Linked DNA regions of Mus musculus: region 1 is linked to region 2. The links are chromatin contacts, called in public Hi-C maps. All regions are on one chromosome and are shown on one strand. Each heading gives the region's core, a stretch centred on a gene start, on an enhancer-like site or on the middle of the called end of the contact. The rest is flanking DNA. Distances are from core to core; before and after follow the strand shown.

The links. A called contact is a pair of places that touch in the nucleus more often than the background predicts.
Region 1: a contact with region 2 is called in a Hi-C map of the N1E-115 cell line, with 6 times the contacts expected there. The contact joins two enhancer-like sites. A contact is called at or near these places in 5 of 39 promoter capture datasets (the 3T3-L1 cell line, 3T3-L1-derived adipocytes, the HPC-7 cell line and 2 more), 2 of 484 Hi-C or Micro-C datasets (the N1E-115 cell line and embryonic stem cells), 3 of 115 datasets of contacts at active chromatin or transcription factors (the HPC-7 cell line, double positive thymocytes and embryonic stem cells) and 2 of 9 other capture datasets (adipose tissue and pancreatic islet).

The regions. Positions count from the first base shown.
Region 1 is chr1:191,962,956-191,969,341 of GRCm38.p6, forward strand. It overlaps a transcript of Rd3 not described here. Among named protein-coding and RNA genes, the nearest start is that of Rd3, 11 kb to the right of the region's middle. Within about 2 kb of position 1,541, at least 89 of the 459 cell types and tissues checked have an H3K27ac peak or open chromatin away from gene starts, as enhancers often do. A contact at or near this core is called in the HPC-7 cell line, the N1E-115 cell line and liver, where this site is marked.
Region 2 is chr1:191,878,636-191,884,728 of GRCm38.p6, forward strand. No RefSeq gene overlaps it. Among named protein-coding and RNA genes, the nearest start is that of Slc30a1, 25 kb to the right of the region's middle. Within about 2 kb of position 1,791, at least 45 of the 459 cell types and tissues checked have an H3K27ac peak or open chromatin away from gene starts, as enhancers often do. A contact at or near this core is called in the HPC-7 cell line, the N1E-115 cell line and liver, where this site is marked.

The sequences.
Region 1 (6,386 bases), core at 291-2,790, 84 kb after region 2:
GCTGAGGCCTCAGCTAGCCACTCAGAAAGTAAGGTAGGCCCTGGGGCCCTGAGGCCTCCAGTCGGCTGGTTCATGGCTGCTGGTAGGAGACTCTCACACCAGGTGTGAGGTGGAGAGAGGATCTGGAGCTTGTGTCTTTGAAACTTCCTAAGGGCAACCTGGTATATAACATGCCATGACCCAGTCTCTCTTGAAGGGCATAAGGCTGGCATGTCAGTTTTTGTCCAGGAGGTTGGCCCAGTAACCACTCTACTCAGGGTTAGGCTTCTCCCAGACCTCCTTTCTCTGTACTGTTCTCCCTGCTCTGCCTTCTATACTCTTGCTGTATTAACCACTCAGCCCGATCCACTTCATGACTCTCAGGAGTGAGGCTCCTCACATTAGCCCTCTCTGCCTGGAAGCCACCCTCAGGGCAGGTTGGCATCAATTCTCCAGGCTAAGTCTCTGTGGAAGATCAGGGTGCATAGATGCCTGGGCCTGAATCAGGAAGGAAACTGGTTCTGGTTGGATCTCCAGGGTGATTTCCCAAGTGCTTCCATTTCTAAACCAACTCGTCTGCTTGTAGGAAGAAGGCAGGTCAGGGAAACAGAGAGAGCAGGCAACACTCAGAGGCTCAGGGGCTGGTGAGTCACCCAGCTTTCGATTCCCAGAGCTCCTGGGAAACACTGGGCTCAGCGGTGAGGTTACAGAGCCTGATGAGACCCACAGGCAAACCAGCCTCTCCTCTTCTGTGCCTCCCCAATTCTTCCCCCACCTGACACAGATCTCCAGGCTGCCATCCTTTTCCTCCTTACAGCAGGGCTGGAGTTTAAGAAAGTTTGTGTGTATGATTGGTAGTGCCCAGGGTTCTAACTGGATTTGTCTTGATGTTCTTGTTGTCACAGAGGAGACAGGTCATTATATTCTGGGCAAGTTCTTAATAGTTGTTGAATTAATAAATGAATCAATGGCTTAATAAATGAGTTTCCTATTTTGAACACAGTACTCACCTTTTGGGCACCCCAGATAGCTGATGTTAGCATCATTTACAGCTATGTTGTCCAGTGCAATGGGAACCTCCACCCCATGTGCTTCTGGCTCCTGCACCACTGCTGCCCCTCCCACTCCTACCCCTTACCCCCCCCCCCCCCCCCGTGGTTACTTGTCCTTGTCCCCTGTTTCTGAAGCTACTGTTGTGGTCAGGATAGAGGAGGGCCTAGCCCCACTAGTTCTGAAGCAGGGCTGGGTTACTCGGATGTTTCAATCTGGACACTTTAAATCTGTCACATGCCTCTTTTACTGACATTGACTTCCTGATTAACCTAACAGGGCCTTTAGAAAACTGTATTCTCTCCCTTCTCCCTCCCTTCCTTCTTCCCTTCAGGCCCTCTCCCCTCTCCTTCTCTGAGCTGCCTGAAGGCATCCGCCCTCCCTGGCCTGAGGCTCCAAGGTCCAGAGTGCGCCCCCTGCTGCCCGTGAACAGCTGAAAAGAGCAGAGGTGCTCCAGGGCCTGAACTCAGTGAGTCCTGCAGCAAGGTGACTCAGCACCAAGTCCAGCTGCAGGGCCTGGGGGTGGGGATCTGCTGTCCTCGCCCCTCCCCCGGGCTCACCTCCCTCTTCAGGCCCCCTTAACCCAGTTGTTAATCATTAATATCTTGTTCCAGAGGGAGCCAGTTGTCCTGGAGTCTTGCTGCACATCTGCTCCTGTTTGTGCCCCAGGCACAAGTCTCTGGGACTTAGAGGGGCCTGAGCCGAGAACTTTCCTATGCTCAACCTCTCCACACCTAAGAGGCTGCTGACTCTTTGTGGGATTCACAAATGCTAGAGAGCTTAGGCATAGCCAGGATTCAAACTAAGGGCTCAGACACAGGCTCAGGTTGTCCAGAGAGTCACCCTGAACTACTGGTTTCATGGTTGTCTGAGTGTAATGCACCAGGTAGCCCTGGGTGGGCCTGTGGGATCACTCTCCCCTCTCCACAGCTCACAAGGTACCCCATCACTAGCCCTATATCTCCGTCTGTCTTGCTGAGGATGGATGACAAAGCATCGTGGGTGTTAGGTCAAATGCTGCTTCAGATGGAAGGTAGTCACTGGGCACTGGGTTGAAGTAACAGCCCCCGAGGAACTAATGAATATGGGTAGTCTGAAACAAATCAGAAACTCTCTACACTGGACTTCCATTTCCCTAGCGTAAATATGACTTGCAGAACCTAATACCCCTAGGGAAGCGAATGAGCCTAGGGACTTATCTCTGGCCCTACAAGTGGCATTGCGTGGTCCAGTAACATCCTGGTTTGGTGGCGAGGTTGGTGAGCTCTGCAAGGCTCCTTTCCGTCATCACCACAAGATGTCGCTGTTGTTCGCAATTAGCTGACAAGACGCAAGTCCAAACTACGATCCTCTGGTTTGTTTGTCTTATTTTTTTTGGTGGAGCCCAGAAATCTGTTTTCAGTTTTAAGAACCACTGTCATGAGCCGCTCTGCAAACTCTGCTTCTCTTAGCTCTTCTCCCTCTGAAGGTCAAGGCAAGACAGTCTATAGCCTACCTGGAACTCTCGACCTGCTGGCATAACTCTGGGCAGTCTCTGGAAATCTGATGATGTCCAGACGCCTCAAAAGTTGTCCAAGCCATCCAATAGCTGATTGTGAGCATCCACTTATGTGTTTGCTAGGCCCCGGCATAGTCTCACAAGAGACAGCTATATCAGGGTCCTTTCAGCAAACTCTTGCTAGTGTATGCAACGGTGTCATCGTTTGGAGGCTGATTATGGGATGGATCCCTGGATATGGCAGTCTCTAGATGGTCCATCCTTTTGTCTCAGCTCCAAACTTTGTCTCTGTAACTCCTTCCATGGGTGTTTTGCTCCCAATTCTAAGAAGGGGCAAAGTGTCCACACTTTGGTCTTCGTTCTTCTTCAGTTTCAAGTGGATGCTCACAGTCAGCTATTGGATGGATCACAGGGCCCCCAATGGAGGAGCTAGAGAAAGTATCCCAGGAGCTAAAGGGGTCTGCAACCCTATAGGAGGAACAACAATATGAACTAACCAGTACCCGGGAGCTCTTGTCTCTAGCTGCATATGTATCAAAAGACAGCCTAGTCGGCCATCATTGGAAAGAGAGGCCCATTGGACATGCAAACTTTATATGCCCTAGTACAGGGGAACGCCAGGGCCAAAAAGTGAGAATGGGTGGGTAGGGGAGTGGGGGAGGGGGTATGGGGGACTTTTGGGATAGCATTGGAAATGTAATTGAGGAAAATACCTAATTAAAAAGAAATGTAAATAAAGAAAACATCTAGTAAAAAAGAAAAGAAGAAATACATCTCAAGTATTACATATCTGTAGCAATTCACTAGTATTTGTATAATTCACTTAATAAATCAGTGATCAGCACTGAATTGAAGGTTGAGACAAGAAGGAAGTGTGTAGAAGTGTATGGAGTCTTCCCTACTGGAGGAGGTCTATATTTTTTCCCCTGAAATGCTTTCTTTAATGCTTACATGAACATGCTATGTAATAATTTTATCAACTTTTTCAAAAAAGTCTTTTTATGCAAGCAAAATATCAATAAATAAATATCTTGCTAGAACTGAGGTTTTACCAGAACAACTTTACTTGATGCCTTCCTTCTTGCTTTTATTTATCTATATACCAGACTTACCTTTGTTTTTGTTCTTTTGTTTGTTTGATTATTTTATTGTAATTCTTGAAAATAAATATGCAAAAGACAAAAAAAGTTGTCATTTATATAAAGCAATTTTAACTCAGTATTTTGAGTCAAAAATAGTTTTTTAAAGTAGATCATATCTCTGCCAACCTCCAAATCTTAGCATCTTGATTGCATTCAGATGTTTGATTTAGAATTGTTTAACTACCCCAGATTATTTTCTTCATTTTGTTGATGTCTTCCTTCTTGCTTTTATTTATCTATATACCAGACTTACCTTTGTTTTTGTTCTTTTGTTTGTTTGATTATTTTATTGTAATTCTTGAAAAAAATATGCAAAAGACAAAAAAAAAGTTGTCCAAGCCAACCAACTATGTGGGTTTCTGTCTCACTCTGTCCAGTTTTCATAGTCGTGTGTGTGTGTGTGTGTGTGTGTGTGTGTGTGTGTGCGTGTGTGTGTGTGCATGCAACTCCATTGACTAGCCTTGGCTAGCAGAAGCACCTTAGCACCTTCTCCTTGATTGCCCCTGGACACAGGAAATCTAGGGAGCAGCCGGCAGGATGGATATCTCCCAGATCAGATGTCAGCATACTAAAGACAATGAGATTTTGACAGTAACCAGAGAAAGAAAATATCTGATTATTTAAGAATGATGAGTTCTAGTCAGATGTCAAGAAAAACAACTAAAGTGAAATAGTTAAGTATTGAAAAGAGCAAACGTCCATCCATTTAGCATTTATATGGAGCAGCACTAGTCAGCAGACATGAACGCTAAATAAAAGTTTATAGATAAGCACATAAGAGGCTAGAATGTGCTAATCAGATCTACTGGGTAGGGCAGTGGTGGTGCACGCCTTTAATCCCAGCACTTGGTAGGCAGAGGCAGAGGCAGGTGGATTTCTGAGTTTGAGGCCAGCCTGGTTTACAGAATGAGTTCCTGGATAGCCAGGGCTACACAGAGAAACCCTGTCTCAAAAACAAAACAGATCTACTGGGTATAAAATGATAACACAAGTTTATCGGCAAGAAGGAAAATGAGTGATGCCTTCACTTTTCCTGGGAGCCATGAATAAATGCCAGCTACAGTAACTACAAGCACAGCAGTGGCTACAGCGTCTGGCTCAGCAAACCAGTAATTCACTGAACCTTCAGAAGTGTGGTGTGACCTCAGCATAGGTGAGGACTTCTCCAAAGCTGTATGGTGGCGGTCCCTCCTTAACTAATACTCTGCACTCTAGCACCCCTGAGACCACTGGGACCTCTGGGAGGCAGGTGCCACAGGAAACTAGTGGCTGGACCTTCAGATGGAGGTCTGATGATACTCCCACGTCTTCTTCAGTGAGGAGACTCAACCCTCATCTCGTTGCTTCTAGGAATTACATGTCCTCTGATTAAGATGCTAATAATGGGGCTGGAGAGACTGCTTAGCCGTGAAAAGCACAGGGTGCTCTTCCAGAGGTCCTGAGTTCAATTCTCATCACCCACATGGTGGCTCACAACCATCTATACAGGGATCTGATGCCCTCTTCTATAATGCAGGTGTACATGCAGATAGAACACTCATATTTTAAAAAGTGGTAATAGCTGAATTATGCTCAGAGGATTCCATGTTGGCACGCATCAAAAAACTAGCTCCTGACAAGGACTTGTATAAAAGAGAAAGGGAAACAATTGTTCTTATTCTTAGCTGGTCCAAAAAGACAACTGCTTGCTTTGTTTTGTTTTGTTGTTTTTGAGACAGGGTTTCTCTGTGTAGACCCAGCTGTCCTGGAACTCACTCTGTAGACCAGGCTGGCCTCGAACTCAGAAATCCACCTGCCTCTGCCTCCCGAGTGCTGGGATTAAAGGCGTGCACCACCACACCCGGCTCAACTACCTCTTTAAAAATAATCATAGTACCAGAATTCTCAGTGATTGTAGTCCCTGTTAAGTGAAATGGAAGACAGCATCATCTCAAGGGACAGAGGGAGGAGTTGGTAAGACCACCACCAGCTGCTCATACCACACCTGAAGCCATCCCCTGTTATCTGAAGATGTTAGTTGTTATTGCATTTTGCAGACTTGAGGGTAACCATTTAAGTTTTTTTTTTTTTTAAGAACATAATTGACAAGCTAAAAGGTATGATGAAATAGAGTTGGGGCTGGGGTGGTGAAGAGAAGACTCGTTGGCTAGAAGTGCTACTGATCTTACAGGAGACCCAAGCAGAGTTCCCAGCAACCTTGATAGGCAGCTAACAACCACCTGTAATTTCAGCAGAAGACGGAAGACCCAGTTTAATCCTACTTAAAGGTGGAAGGAGAGAATAGAGTCCACACCATGTCCTCTGACCTCCATGTGTGTACCATGACACTTTCAACAAATACTTGTCTTAGTCAGGGTTTCTATTCCTGAGCAAAACATCATAACCGAGAAGCAAGCTGGGGAGGAAAGGGTTTATTCAGTTTACACTTTCACATTGCTGTTCATCACCAAAGGAAGCCAGGACTGGAACTCAAGCAGGTCAAGAAGCAGGGGCTGATTCAGAGGCCACGGAGGGATGTTACTTACTGGCTTGCTTCACTTGGCTTGCTCAGTTATAGAACCCAAGACTACCAGCCCAGGGACAATGGGCCCTCCCACCCTTGATCACTAATTGAGAAAATACTTTACAGCTGGATCTCATGGAGGCATTTCCTCAAGGGAGGCTCCTTTCTCTGTGATAACTCCAGCTTGTGTCAACACACAAAACCAGCCAGTACA
Region 2 (6,093 bases), core at 541-3,040:
ATGCCTAGAAGAGCCATCTTGTGAATGAACATTTAGGCAAAGCTGTGCCAGAGAAATACGGGTTGGGGGTGGGTGCTGATGGATGAGCGAGCTTCAGTCAGGAGGGAGGTATGAGTTTGAAAAGGGATTATCTTGGGTTCCTTTGGTATTTGTCTGGCATTCATTTTCGAACTGTGGAAAAGTGGCTACAGGCCAAAAAGCTTTCTTGTCCAGAATGAACTGAACAGAGGGAAACTTCCAACACAAGGAGAGCGAGTGGTTTCCTTTACAGTGTGACATCTACAGCAGTCTCCACAAATAGGACAGACTCTGGAGTCATGTTGACTGGGTTTGAGTCATTACTCTGGGGCCAGCCTTGTGAAGTGGCTTCGGTGTCCTGTAAGGGGTGCTGATGTGAGGAGGGACGGGGCGGCAGTTTCGTGCTGAGGGGAGCACCTTGCGTAGCACCTGTGGATACCTGGGGCTGTCCTTTTTCTAGATAGTTAGGGTCCTCCATCAGCTGTTGGGGACATTTACAGTCTGGATGACAAGAAGCAAATATCTGAGTTCTCAGACAATAACCAAGATCTCACGTAGCTTAGATGGTAGTGTACAAGTGGGGCTTGTGACAAGGCTGCCAGGAGTGGGGAGACAGTGTCCTCAAAGGCCAGCTTATCTTGTCAGAGCCCAATTCTAGTTTTCTAGCCTCTCCTCCCCCAGCCAGGTCTGGGATTAGCCTGCAGGGACTCCACACCCCACCCCTCCACAGTGCATTTGCCTGACCTCAGACTAGATCTGATAAGAGAAAAGAGAAACAGTTCCTTCAACATTGCCCCTAGGAAGTCTGCACTGGACAGCAAGCCAGGCAGACACTGTAAAGAGGTCTTCATGAAGAAGTGGGCATGCGGGGTGTGGGTGGGGGGCTGCAGATTGAGCCCACAGCTCTGCGGTGATGAGAGCAGAGCAGTGAGGCAGCAGAGAGCAGCATAAGGGGGTGTATCAGCCACTTCGCACTGCTGTAACCACATGCCTGTGACGCTGAAAGGAGGAAGGAGGTATTTTGGCTCCCAGTTTCAGGGAGTTCTGTCAGGTGCTTGATCTCAGGCATTTAGTTAGAACTCTGTGGGAGGTGAGCGCGTGGCACTGTTCTTCCCTCTTTTTTTTTTTTTTTTTTTTTTTTTTTTTTGAGACAGGGTTTCTCTGTATAGCCCTGGTTGTCCTGGAACTCACTTTGTAGACCAGGCTGGCCTCCAACTCAGAAATCTGCATGCCTCTGCCTCCGGAGTGCTGGGACTAAAGGTGTGCGCCACCACGCCCGGCTCTTGTTCTTCCCTTTTGAAGAAGCAGAGGGAGAAAGGGAATTATAAGAAAGCACCAGGCAAACAGTGACCCCCAAGGACAATCCCTCACTCTATCCCTTTAGTAGAGCCCCACCTCCTAGCTCTCACCACCTCCCTATGATGCCACCATCAATGATCTGGCATGCATTAGGTCAGAGCCCTCATGACCTGACTGTCTACAGAAAACAGCCTTGCAGCCTCCTCCCCCTCCAAGAAATGCTTTGCCTTGGCGGTTCTCCATCCGAAGGTGAAGAGATTAGATCGAAGGTTTCTGAGCAGAGCCTGGAAGGAGTCATTGTAGACAACTTCCCTTCCTGGTGGCCTTCAGTGGCCCAGGAAGCAGGATGACAGAGGGAATAGACTCTGGAGGGCTGGTTAAGAAAGGACAGCATCTTCCAGAACACCAGGGGCACACAGGCCCTGCAGAGCCTGGGAAAGCTGCTGTGTCATGGTGACAAGTGTGTGGGCCAACACCAACTCAAGGATTAGGTGGGAGAGAGTGGACATCTTCAGAGATAACACAGACTGTGGAAGTCTGGCTGCTTTCAGCTGCAGGTGACAGAAAACCCAACAGGGTCACACAGACAGGAACGGCCGATTCTGCGGCCATGTTTGGGAGTTGCCAGTAGGTGTGGCCAGCTTCAGGGAAAGGCAATGCAGAGTTCAAAGTCAAGTACCTCATTTCTTTCCAGTCTCCTTCCAAGGAAGGCTTCCTCTGATTTCATCCATCTTCCTAACTCTCAACGAAGCTGCCAGATGATCAGTATTAGCCAAAAAATTCTCTAAGAAATATTCCTCAAGACAGTCAAAGGGCTGGCTTGTAATTTATACTTGACTCAGAAACTGGCTTTCAGAAATTTGGGGGGTTTTGGTAGTTTGTTTTTGTTGTTGTTGTTTTGTTTTTCAAGACAAGGTTTCTCTTTGTCATCTTGCCTGTCCTGGAACTCCTCTGGAGACCAGGCTGGTCTGGAACTCACAAGAGATCTACCTGCCTCTGCCTCCTGAGTGCTGGGATTAAGGACATGTGCCCCCATGCCCCACTTCAGAAAGTTATTTTTAGGGAAATTGCTTTGAGAATCTCAATGGTTGCCAGTGGCCCTTGGACTATCAGCCTCCTAGTTCATGCCCAGGAGGAGAATGGCCTCTGTGCCCCAGCTTGGTTGGCAGGAGGCCCACAATTCATGCTGGGGACACATGTCATCTTCCGGGGAGGCACTGGCTGTCTGGGACCTGACTCAGTGACTTTCCTGAACCTGTTCTCAGGAGTCAGGGCAATAGAGCTACATTGGTGGGCATAAGCCATTGTAGCCCCACTCCTGTGGTTGGGGCAGATGAGTTCATCCCCCAGCACAGGGCTAGGAAGTTCTCGTTATCGTGGGTAATTACTATCGGGGGCAGTGTTGGGTAACCAGCCATGGGGCTGGGCTTGATTCTGTGGGCAGCCCGGTGGTGCTGGAGGTTTTTGATCTGGAAGTGAACGCTTTCAGATGGTGTTTCAGGAAGATTAGTCTGACCACAGATGTGAAAGCCAAGGGATTCCTGGCAAGCCAGTGGGAGGGAGGTGGTGAGCGTTGCATTCACGAACTGGAGCAAGCAAGGCAGAAGAGAGGGGTGGGAAATGCTCTGAGAGAAGTGACAGAACTCAGCATACTGTCAGACAAGGAGAAGATGGCAGGGGAGTGGGGAGCATTCAAAGGTGATGCCAAGGTTTCTGACCTGGGGGAATGTGTGGGGCTTCTGCCCATATCCCAGGCTCCTTCTCAAGAGGAAATGGCTCTCAGAGACCACCAGGAAATCAGGAATTTCCACGGATTGTATGCCACCATATCCAAACAGCCTGGTGGGGCACAGCCCTCATCCTTACACTTGGAAAGCTTAGATAGAAGGACCCAGGGTCCAAGCCCAATGGGACTACATGATAAGACACTGATAAAGGGGGCGGGGGAGAGGAAGGAGAGAGAAAGAGAGAGACAGACAGAGACAGGCACAGAGAGAGACACAGAAACACACAGAAAGTCAGAGAAACTGAGATAGAGACAGAAAGACAGAAAGCAATACATAGAGACAGCAACAGAAAGACAGAGAGAGAGAGAGAGAGAGAGGCAGAGACACAGACACAGACAGACAGAGAGATTACTTCAAACTCTGTATCCCCACTGAGTTGGAGGTGTTATAAGCTGAGCAGACCTTAAGTGAAGAAGGCGTTCACAGGAGCCCTCTCTGTAGCATCCCACCTGGCTGACCTCTGTCCCTACTAGTTGCAGTGGTGTTTTGATTTTATGCCTTTGTAGCAGCCACGTTTCACTGAGGAATCTGCAGAGCTGGGCAAGCAGCACGTGCTGTGGCATGTCTGTTGGGACTGGGGGCACAGCCAAGCAGGAAGCCAGAGAACAGGACCACTGCCCTACAGATTGAGGGGGCGGACATCTTTGAAGATTGGTTGATAGTGAGGATTTCTCAAAGCATAATGACTTTAAATGAACCTAAATTTGCAATGTTTGGAAACCTCAGAGTCTCTGTAGTAGATTCAGCACATTCAAGGAACCTAGGCTCCATGCCAGCTACCTTATACAGATAAAGATGAGGGCAAATGCATCCTCAGCACCAGCCATTGTGCTGAGCTCTAAGACCCTCCCTGAATCTGGCTGTACTGCTAAGGCCGCCAGCACCTTCCTGCCCTTCACAGCTGTCCTCACCTCAGTCTGACAAAGCTTACAGAGCTCTCACAGGAGGCTGGAAGAAATGATAAGGCATGACTCTACAGTCCCACTTTACGGCTCACAATGGCGCTGAGAGGCTACTAGAACCGTGAACGTATATGTAGGACCATTGAACAGGGCCATTCTATATACTAGGCAAGATTTAAACTAAAACTTCTAAAAAATGGAAGACTGAAACAAATACGCTTTTATGATCAATCCTTAGAGAATTCAATTAATTTCCACTATTTCCAGAACATTCCAGTCTGCCCCTCCAGTCAGCACTGTACGGTGAGCGGGCCAGCCATCGGCTGTAGTGTGGTCTTGAAGTCCTGTTTACACAGTGAGCACACTATCTCTGCTCAGAGTATGGCTATCTGGGCTGTCCAGATGTGGTCACTGGAAATTAAACCTCTGCCCACTTTCCAGCTGCCACCACTGACCAGGTCCCTAGTTGCATTCTTTTTTTTATCGGATTTGCAGGGATATCCCAGGCTTCCAAATCCATGTTGACTTTGAAAAAAAACTTTTCCAAGAGGAAGAAGTAGCAGCCTCTGCTCTGAAAACACTCCCCATCTTCCACACATCCCCTCTACCTCCCCATCCCCCATCCTCCCCCTCAGAGGGAGGGTGCAGTGGGTGAGAACCTGACTCCCTAGATAATGCCCACAATGGGCCAAAAATTCACAACAGCTAAGTGTCTGCCCTTCCTTTTCCTTTTCCTTTGAAAAGGAAGAATTTATCCAGCAAAATAACTCAGTGGGTAAAAGAGCTTACTACTAGGTCTAGCAACCCAAGTTCAAGAAACATACATACACACACACACAAGTAAAGAAAAAATAAGTAAATAAACATCAAAAAATTAAAGGGAGGGATGCGGGAAGAGGAGAAAAGGGAAGGGAGGAGAGGGGAAAGAAAATTGTCTTTAGGCTACCAAGTTAGGATTCTGTAAACTAGGGGTCTAAGTTGTACCTTGGTTGTCTGAGTTCTTGCCTAACATTCAAGACACCCTGGGTTCAACCCGCAGGACCACATAAAACTGGGCACAGGCACCCCCCCCCCCACACACACACAGCTTAGCACTCAGGAGAATCGTGAATGTCAGGTCATCCTTGGCTACATGGAGAATTTGAAGCCAGCCTGGCCTACGTGAGGCCCTGTGATAGGACTTCATAGTTTCCAAACGGCCTTCTTTGTTCTTTTGGCACCAATCCTACCAGTACACATTGATAAGAGAATACTTATTTGCTCTCTTCACAGACATCAGATAAACACAGTTCTCTCAAGGAAGGCTGAACTAACTGGACAGGACTGCCAAAACGGACTGTAATCAGACATTAAGACAGTGTTTTTAAGGCAACTGCTCTATGACCACAGAATGAGTCCTGGGAGACAGTTTGTCAGGGGGCTCATTCCCTGTCCCCCTGGGTGACATGACAGTTAACACAGAGTCTGGGCTCCACAGTCACACACAACGCCCTCACAAGCACGTGTGCAAAGGTAAACATGTCTACAGCAAAGAATTATCTGAAGATAAAGCTCTTATGCTTTATTATTTACAGATGTTTGACTTGCACACCGGTCTGCCCAGGGTCTGATGCAAATCTCATCAGGGTGGGAGCAGAGACAGACTAGGAAGCTGTGCCTCCTCCTGTCTAGTATGGAAGAGGACCGCTTGTTCTCTCTTGTTGAGATGTGGTTTTATGTATCCCAGGCTAGACTTTTGCTTTGTTTCTTTATTTTTTCTTTTCTCTCTCTTTTAAATGATGTTTTATGTACCTCAGGCTGGCCTTCAATGTACAGTACAGCTGGAGGTAAGTTTTTTCTAAGGAAAAATAATCTGAGGTTTCAAGCTCCCTTGTTGACCACGCACCTTGTGGTAACCAATTTTGTGTTCATAACTGTTGCTTTCTCCCTCCTTTAAAAAAGACATTTAGTGTGTGTGTGTGTGGTCAGAGTGCCTGTGCCCATGTGTGACATGCAGTGTGTGTGTGTGTGTGTGTGTGTGTGTGGTCAGAGTGTCTGTGCCCATGTGTGCCATGCAGTGTGTGTGTGTGGTCAGAGTGCCTGTGCCC